Linked DNA regions of Salmo salar: region 2 is linked to region 1. A link is a contact called in public Hi-C data. All regions are on one chromosome and are shown on one strand. Each heading gives the region's core, a stretch centred on a gene start, on an enhancer-like site or on the middle of the called end of the contact. The rest is flanking DNA. Distances are from core to core; before and after follow the strand shown. Region 1 holds the start of LOC106576813 (DENN domain-containing protein 10). Region 2 holds the start of LOC106576805 (tubulin--tyrosine ligase).

The links. Hi-C and Micro-C count contacts between places; a contact is called where the count stands out from the background.
Region 2: a Hi-C map of muscle shows a contact between it and region 1, with 2.2 times the contacts expected there. The contact joins the promoter of LOC106576805 here to the promoter of LOC106576813 in region 1. A contact is called at or near these places in 2 of 3 Hi-C or Micro-C datasets (gill and muscle).

The regions. Positions count from the first base shown.
Region 1 is chrssa18:8,076,596-8,081,500 of Ssal_v3.1, reverse strand. LOC106576813 (DENN domain-containing protein 10) reads right to left here and starts at 2,892. Exons shown (of 10, transcript XM_014154252.2): 1 at 2,739-2,892; 2 at 2,334-2,491; 3 at 1,407-1,603; 4 at 1,234-1,313; 5 at 989-1,137; 6 at 703-814. The coding sequence starts at 2,379.
Region 2 is chrssa18:8,346,603-8,351,507 of Ssal_v3.1, reverse strand. It overlaps LOC106576805 (tubulin--tyrosine ligase), which reads right to left and starts at 2,072. Exons shown (of 7, transcript XM_014154235.2): 1 at 1,368-2,072; 2 at 657-735; 3 at 293-525; 4 at 1-37. The coding sequence starts at 1,536.

The sequences.
Region 1 (4,905 bases), core at 1,643-4,142:
CCATTGTTAAATCTCAGAGCTGTTTACCAAAACCATCGATACTAAAGTTGCACTTGAAAAGGCTTGCTACTTAACAACTGCCTCAGACCACTAGTAGAACATCTAAGTGCATCGTTAGATGCTTTTTTTACCTTCCGCATTAAGATGTTTATCTGTCTTTCTGTAACTGCTGATAACTTTAGACCGATTGTGACTACAAATAGATAGCTGCCAATGTCTTTCCAACTGATACAAACAAGCGAAGGATATAAGATGCTTCAAATAAAAGAGATGACTGTATTAAAAGAAACACAGTATAGGCACTCTATATTTCAATGATATTGAAATACATTTCTTGTTAATTCAATTGGGTTTTATTTACCCATTTGTATGCTACTGTCTTATTTTTGCCTACATGTGCACAAATGATGTGTCAAATCTTAATTTATTGCATATAGGATAAGCATTAGAATAAGCCGCCTCAATATTTGTAGCCATAGGTGATAATATATCATAGGAGCTGATCTGTCATCAGTATTGTGGAATAATTCTAATGCTAAGGTAAGATTTGAAAGGGAGAAAGCTGATCCGAAAGCAGCGGTTTCTTTCTATCACATCACTTAGCGAACTCTCTCTCTCTAGGCGGTGGTGGTGTTTTGGGAAACGCATGTTACATCTTCGCCCGCATTTTCTTCTGTGCATTTTCTCTATTGCCTTAGTCACCTTGTGAACTCCAACAGTGCTTCAACCTGAGGGTGATGGACCACAATCCTCTTCTTTAGCATAAGGGCTGTGTACAGGATGATGGTCTCCATACCAAACTGGGACACCACATCTGAAACAGTTATCACAAGATAGTCTACCTAATCCTGGTAATCAAATGGGATCAGCTTCTTCAAGGAAATGCTTCTTTGCATACCAATAAGGAAACTGGACAGTGTCAAGCAACTTGTATGAACAATCATGTCCTTATACTGTAATAAGTGTTTTATATTTGTACATGTTTAACCTTTCACTGAGCCTGCTAAGTAGGCCTTCCTGACATCGTAGTCCTTGATGAGAAAGGAGCCATTCTCGTCACTCTGGCAGATGCCTTTGGTGAGGACTGCAATGTAACCCTCCATCATTTTCACAGGGCTCCCATGTTTGATGTACATCCTGAATGATAAAACACACATGAAGAAATATGTTTTTGGGAAGTATTAAATAAGCAGACATTTAGCCATGGGGATGCATTAGCGTAGCATGCTGTACCTGCATAGTACTCGACTGAATGCTGCATACTTCTCAGGGTTGAAGTCCTTTGCTGTGACAACTATTGAAAAATGTGTGACCTAAAAAGAGAGAAATACGAGCAATATAATTTATCATTAGACCTACAAGTTCAAATTATTTCAATGAATGGAGAATTTCAAAACTAACTGTACCTTCTTTAGGGCGGTGGGTTCCTGCACCTCTACAGTGGATATGTAGTACCAGGTACGGCAGAACTGGCCAAACACAAAAGTGTGCAAGCCTCGGCTGTCCTGTCTGAGACAGCACTTACTGAGCAGGACCTCCCGGAGCTCAGCACTGACTGAAGGATAGCACCACACCCACAAGGTGTCTGCATTCACATCTTTCTCTGTGTGGGGAAGAATATGAGAATACTGTGTCATATTACTTTCACAACTCATTAGTATCAATATTACAGATCTTTAACTAAATTAATCTGTTCTCACGCTTACAGGAAGTAAAATCAAAGATGGTAAAATACTTCATCACATTGATATCACAGATGGAACAATGAGACAGATATTTCACTGGATGTATAAATATGAAGCATCTTGTTGGCGTTTCCACTCACTACCAAATATGGTAGTGAGAGGAAGCCCACTGGTGGGAGAAGATGGAACGAGATGGATTTTGGCCAACATTCTGCAAATCTTATCAATTAAACATTGTATCTCAATACAGTTCTGTTCCCAAAACTAGAATCTGTTATGAACAGAACAGACTAAGTTTTGTAGACTTCACCCATTGCCAAAGTTTCTAAAAATGTAGTTCTTTAAAAGGAATTGTAAAGACGAATTGAGTTATTGCATACACACGGTTCACAGCGTAGGCGTTCCCTGACGGAAATATGCTAGAACGCGCCAATAGGATCTCGCTAACTCGTGCTTGGTTCTACACACTATGATTAATTTGCTCCCATTGGAAACGGCAGGCTGTGGTCTATCTTGGGTTAGTTAAACAAATCTTTGTTGATCTCATGTGATGCCAGTCAAAGCCAAACAGAAGCAAACCTGGCACGCTTCAATCAAAAAAGCAGGGTAAAAATAATTAGAAAAGGGGAAAGATATGTCTTTCCTTACCAATTAATCCAACGCTTAACATGAGCTGAGTTTCTGGTGCCGCCATATCCCATCACAGTTCTGTTGTACTGTGGGAGTTGACAATTAGGGACTCATGACAGCTTGTCTTGGGCAAGGAAGTACTTTCACCAAACGAACAGCTAGCTAGCTGTTCCTGACTGTTTGGAGATAGGATGAGCAAGAAAGAAGAGTAAACGCTATGATAAAACATGTTCATTAGCTCTAGCAGGTTAGAGGTTATACCGACATCAACAAATTAGCCACAATGAATGATTAGCTACAAGTAGTTCGACAGTGATAACATTTGATTTGAGAAGCCATGCACAGTTTGATGATAACAGTCTTAGGCTTCTAGCTAGCTACGGTATAGGACACACAAAGTTGATGAAAGTACAGTTACTGTACCCTGTGTCTGGTCCAGATCTGCGATTATTATCGTGTGGATTTAGCGAATCTACAAAATGTATAAATGATTAGCTAACATTGATGCTTTCAAAACACACAAGCATTGTGAACCTATCGCAATTGAGGTCATGTGATCATACGGACAATTTTCTAAATAAAAGTCCCCTGAAAAACTGTTACAGGACGTTTTTCTGATTTAAAAATCACAAAACGTATAGTTAAAAGTTACTCAAACATTTGAAAATGAACAAATATAGATTTACTGTATTATTATTCTTAACTATAGCCTAATGATAACGCTTTTCGTTATAGTGCCCTGTAAAAAACAATACCAACACTGTTGCTGGAAGTATTAGTGGTTTTCTAACTACTGTCCACTCGTAACAGAACAGGATTTAAACATGTTTTGAAGAGAACATTTTCACATTGGCCCCGTCCAGGGATAACTTTGGACGGGACCACAGTGTTTGCACTGTACAAGGCCATAGAGGATAGCGGTGAACCACATGACAGTGTCTGCCTTCCAGCAGAGACCCCAGACTGTGTTTTTGTGTGAGGAGGATGCAACCATGGAACTGAGGGTTAAAACTGTCAAGTACTTCCAAGGCGAGCTCATTTTTTCCCAATGGTCTGTGCTATCTGGCATCCTTGGGAAGTCCTTACCCCATTGAAGTTGACATTTTCAATGGTTAACAAGAGTTGGGGTAGGGTAAGGGTTGGGGTTAGAGTTTAGGGATGTCCCAAGAATCCCGGATAGCATTGAACCTTACCAAATAACTTAATCCCAATGTTTATTTCATGATTGTGCCACTTGCATGGCTTATGAACAAAATCTATTCAGTGTTTTGTGTTATTTTTGGCTTGGGATTTTTTTATTGTATTCAAAACTAAAATGTGAATAAAATGAAAATCTAACTCACTTGACCTATTGTTATTTCCCCTCTAGGAAACCTGCAATGACATAGATGCATGACATGCCTGGATATGAGCAGCATGGAGAACAGTGCCATCTAGTGAAATGAAAATTAAACTATTATTACAGATCATTTAAATGAAAAATATTGAACTTTCAATCATTATTTCGTTTTCAACTCGTGTATTTTGGAAGACTGTAAAAGCAATTTGTTTAATACACATTTCGATGTCCCATTATTAAAATAATTACATGTACTGATTACATGTTTTATTTAATCTACTTACAAATAACCACAAGCACTCAACAATAAGACTTAATACCTCCTACAATAGCATGAAAAGAGGAGGGTAGGAACAATGAAACAGAATAAGGCATCTTGATACAGCCAAATATAGTACCATTTGTGAGTGTTCAAGTAAACGGAGGACTTCTATTTTGAAGCTTTTCCGGCGATTTGGACCCGTTAATGACGCTTATTTTTTCATCCGTACTCCAGGACGACCCACGTGACCTTAATGAAACGGTTGTCTCTGGCTTCCATATGCCGCGTTCAAAACAATTGTAAAATCTAAAATATTCGACTTTAGTGCATTCAAAACAATTGGGAACTTCAAAAAACGAGCTCCGACTGGGATTTTTTTTTTGAACGGTCATCCAACTCGGAATTCCAACTCGGGCCCCTTTCTAGACATGAAGATCACTGACGTCATGATTTGACCTCGTATTTTTCCGCGCTTGGTGCGTTGTCTTCTACAATTCATCTCCTGAAAAATGTATTTTAAACCTAACCACACTGCTAACTTTATGCCTAACACAATGCTTAATTTAAGAACAAAAGGCTCATTTACGTTTTCAGGAATTTTTACAATATAGCCTATGTTGACTTTGTGGCTATGGAATATGATGCTGCAATTTGATGCCCTATGCAGGTGTCGCTCCACCATTTCCTGGTTGCTAAAATTATAATAGTTCGCCTAATTTCAGTTTATGTGACAAAACAAGCAAGTATAGTGGAAAGAATCCTAATACCAACTAAACCGCTGTGAAATATATATTTTCCATGAGAAAAAATATAGCATTTTCAGCTGTTTGAAGCAGGTGTACTAAGCCTAACGTAAAATACAAAAACGAAATTTAAGAACGCATAGAAATTGCACACATAGCACATATCTACTGCTTCTGAGACTTGCTTTCAATGAGAATGACAGATCTATAAAAAACACTTCTATGTGGATTTGATATGTCCCCCCC
Region 2 (4,905 bases), core at 823-3,322, 270 kb before region 1:
AATTGATTTGCATCGTGGGATATCAAAATTCCAGCACCTGGAACAAGAAAACCAACCCAAGCCTCATCTTTGTATACAATCCTTAGAATATATATTTTGCCAACAGTGTTTGTAACTCCCTGGGTAGTCAAAGGAAACTTCCAAAAACATGAGGCATGCATTATCTTAAAAAGAGAGCTTCTTTAGGCAGCAATACTATAACCCCCCCCCCCCATAATACCCAATGACTACAGAATCTAGCAGTACCAGCTGTTAGTAGAAATATGAGCCTTTAGACATGACTGTTTTGTACCTTTTGCTCCAGCAGATGACTTGGCGATCCACACTGTTCCCTCTCCGCTTTCCTTCCTTGAGTGATAAGAGGCCAGGAAAACTTCTCTTTCATCCGTCTTGGGGTTACTTTTCAGGTGGCTTATGCCATTCTTTGCAGGCGCAATGGGAGTGTTGAGGTTAGTAGGATAGATGATGTACGATTCAGGCAACCAGTTGCCGGGATCTGGAAGCTCCGGGCTAGTCTTGATTAACCTGCACAATGTAAAGTAAGAGGATATTGATGATATTTACAGTGTCAGCATGATTTAGTGAAAATTACACTATCAGAGTGAAAATTATTACACTGGAACCCTTTCAACTCGTCAAGGTTTGAAAATGCCTACTTGACTAAAGATGCTTTGCGGCACAACTTGTCTGCTCCTCTGTAATAATTCACCAGTTGCATCAGTCCAGGCTCATGACCTGTGGAGGATAAACAAACGCATGCAGAAAAAAGGGATGAAAAAGTTATTACAATAGGGCGGTGTAAACACAAGAAATCATTTAGCAATCACTTAGGTCCTTCTCCCTCTCCAAGGTCAAACACGGCATTTCAGTGTGTCCAATATAGCCTACTTGTGGCATCTTCTGACCTATCCACTGAGGATATGATTCAGTGACCAAGGATGCATGTGGATACAGTGATATCACCAAAATGTGGTTATAATTTTGTAACAAAGTAGCAATAGACTATAGGCTGCAGGATAATCAAGGCCAAACTCTTGATCATAAACTGAGACAGGGGTGGGCCACAAATGAATAATTCTGAAAAATGATCAGTACTATAAGGGAGTAACTTTGTTTTCACTTTTGCATAATGTAGATGTCCTGGTTTGACTCCCAAGGAGACTGGGCGCATTGCAGTGAGTGCCAGATTAGCACTTGTGATGTGTATCAGCCTATGGGCCTCCATCAGAGGTCTACATCAGCTGTTTCATGCGACACAATTCATGGGTTTAGCTTGAGGGTGAGAACAAGAATGCTGACACTGTAACAAAAGGAATTCAATGCAATGTAAGACCATTTACTGCGTATGCCAAAAGTGTTACTCTTACCAAGCCGTCCAAATGGCAGTCTGTTCCGTTCGCCCAACATCAAATTGAATCGGGGATTATCCTTTTTCAGTCTCTTCCATTGTCCAGTAGCGACGAGAATTTTGGAAACTTCAGCATAAATAGTACTGTTGTCGTCTCGTGCGACAAATGTATACATGGGTGAATTCATAATACCACAATATTATATGTGCAACAAAAAAAAACGATTTGTTTTCAAGCTCCGATGTAGCTAGTTGATTTAGCAGACAGGCTGGCAAGCGCTATCTCGCGGACGGCTGTGGCTGTAGCATGATGATGAGGCAGCCATGTCCAGATTCTGAAAAAAGTGAATGTCTTTCACGATGACAAAAGTCCTACTACATGCTGCATTACTCTGGTCTACATTTCACTCATGTTTCCCCAGATTAGGGTGTGACTACTTGGTCACACGTCTGGTCGAGATCCTCTCTGGGCTTGCTAACTAGCTAGCTAGCTTAGCTGTGAAAGCAATAAATTGCTGTCGATTACTCTGGTAGCTGGATATTTTTTTTCATATTTTTTTGTTTGACTGGTTAACTGTGTAAACTGCTACTTTGCTAAGATTTTATCTGTTTAATTTGAGGACAAATCGACCAAAGAGAAGAAATCCAAAATGTTCTGTTGCAGATCAACGGTTCTTTTATTCTTAGCCCACAGCTGTCATCCATCATCTGTCGTCACATGGAACGTGGATAAACATGACCTGCAATGGATTGTGGTTATTGTAGTCTTTCTATTCTGGTACCTCACTTGAGGTTATCAGATTAAATAAATACATTCTGCAGTGCAAAAAGCAATAAGGTAAATGTTCATTTCTATTTCAATTTGTGTATAACGGAAATATTGATGTACTGTATATCCCAGAAAGCATATAATATATTTTAAAGGGTAATGGCAGAGATTTAAGGGTCAGACGTTTTGGTAGAGAAACATTTGTTTTTGGTCAAGGAGAAACCTCTGTTTGATTGTTTGAAATTGATTCAGATGTAAACCCTGAACAAATGTATAGATTGAATGTATCTCGTTCACTTGAGAGCATGGGCCTAATAATGGTCAGTTGAACTTGCCTCCTATTCAATACCCAGCAGATTATATTAATTAAATAATGAGACATAACATTATAAAGTTAAATGCAATGCAGAGCAATGTCCGGGGTCCAACCCTGTTTGGACATACAGTACCAGTCAAAAGTTTGGACACACCTACTCATTCAAGTGTTTTTCTTTGTTTTTACTATTTTCTAAATTGTAGAATAATAGTGAAGACATCAAAACTATGAAATAACACATGGAATCATATAGTAGCCAAAAAAGTGTTAAACAAATGAAAATATAGCCACCCTTTGCCTTGATGACAGCTTTGCACACTCTTCTCTCTACCAGCTTCAGGAATGCTTTTCCAACAGTCTTGAAGCAATTCCCACATATGCTGAGCACTTGTTGGCTGCTTTTCCTTCACTCTGCAGTCCAACTCATCCCAAACCATCTCAATTAGATTGAGGTTGGGTGATTGTGGAGGCCAGGTCATCTGATGCGACGCCGTCACTCTCCTTCTAGGTCGAAAAGCCCTTACACAGCCTGGAGGTGTGTTGTGGGTCATTGTCCTGTTGAAAAACAAATGACAGTCCTACTAAGCGCAAACCAGATGGGATAGTGTATCGCTGCAGAAAGTTGTTGTAGCCATGGTTAAGTGTGCCTTGAATTCTAAATAAATCACTGACAGTGTCACCAGCCAAGCACCCCTGCACTATCACATCCTCCATGCTTCACAGTGGGAACCACACCTACTACTGTATGCGTCTCTCAAAGACACAGCGGAACCAAACATTTCTAATTTGGACTCATCAGACCAAAGGACAGATTTCCACCGGTCTAATGTCCATTGCTCGTGTTTCTTGGCCCAAGCAAGTCTCTTCCTCTTATCGGTGTCCTTTAGTAGTGGTTTCTTTGCAGCAATTCGACCATGATGGCTGCAATTTCTGAAGCTGGTAACTCTAATGAACTTATCCTCGGCAGCAGAGGTAACTCTGGGTCTTCCTTTCTTGTGGTGGTCCTCATGAGAGCCAGTTTCATCATAGCGCTTGATGGTTGCGACTGCACTTGAACAAATTTTCAAAGTTCTTGAAATGTTACGCCTTGACTGACCTTCATTTCTTAAAGTAATGATGGACTGTCATTTGTCTTTGCTTATTTGAGCTGTTCTTGCCATAATATGGACTTGGTCTTTTACCAAATAGGGCTGTCTTCTGTATACCACCCCTACCTTGTCACAACACAACTGATTGGCTCAAATGCATTAAGAAGGAAAGAAATTCCCCAAATTAACTTTTAAGAAGGCACACATCTTAATTGAAATGCATTCCAGGTGACTACCTCATGAAGCTGGTTGAGAGAATCCCAAGAGCTTGCATAGCTGTCATCAAGGCAAAGGGTGACTACTCTGAAGAATCTCAAATATATTTTGATTTGTTTAACACTTTTTTGCTTACTACATGATTCCACTTGTGTTATTTCATAGTTTTGATGTCTTCACTATTATTCTACAATGTAGAAAATAGTGAAAATAAAGAAAAACCCTTGAATGAGTAGGTGTGTCCAAACTTTTGACTGGTACTGTATATAGACTTGACTGACTAGACTGGACTGGAGTATACTTGACTGGACTAATTGGCCTGGACTGACTGGACTTGAACTGAACTTATTGGACTGGATTTTCTGTACTGGCCAAGACTATCCCTAATTAAACTGAACATATTTTCATTCCCAAAGTACAGTAGCAGTTTTCTGGTATTAGCTATATCTTCACCACCAGATGGCATCATGCACTTGCATTGAGAGGGGAGGGCTCAGGGTTATGCCCAGTTCAAATTGTACCCTAGACTATAGTGCCTTAACTCTCCTACACAAGTGTTCACAGGAGGTGTAAACATAAGTCCCATCTAGCCCTCCGCATAGCTACATAGATCTACAAATCCCTGCTTGGTTGAGAAACGAGCGTTGCGTAGGAGTGACGTCACCTGACGTATGCCAAGCTTATGGTTATGTTGCAGCAATTCGAACCAGCGACCTTTATGTTACTGGCCAAACACTCTTAACTGCTAGGCTACCTGCCTCAGCAGGAACAAATCACAGAGAATAGCTGTGTTGGTGGCAGCTGCAGAGATGTACTTTAGTGTAGAAGATTTTACTGCAGAAGAGTTACAAGCTGTGTTGAGTGATAGATAGTGTCCTGTCCTCCCAGGCTGCCGGCCTGGTGTAGGATCAGTTAGGGCCAAGTAGTGGAATAGTGGTGAGGTTTTTAATTGGTGTAGGGTTAGTTGGTAGGGCTATTTTGTTACGAAGTGTAATGAACTCACAGTCCAGAAGAGTAGCTGGAAACACACTGCTATGTTAGTGGATGATGCCCAACAGTCTGTGGATGTCAGTCAGTTGAGAGATCCTGAAATACTAATCGTGAAGAAAGTTGATTTTGTTGTGTTTATTGCTCAGGTGATTAATTGTACAGGACAAATTACCAAGAA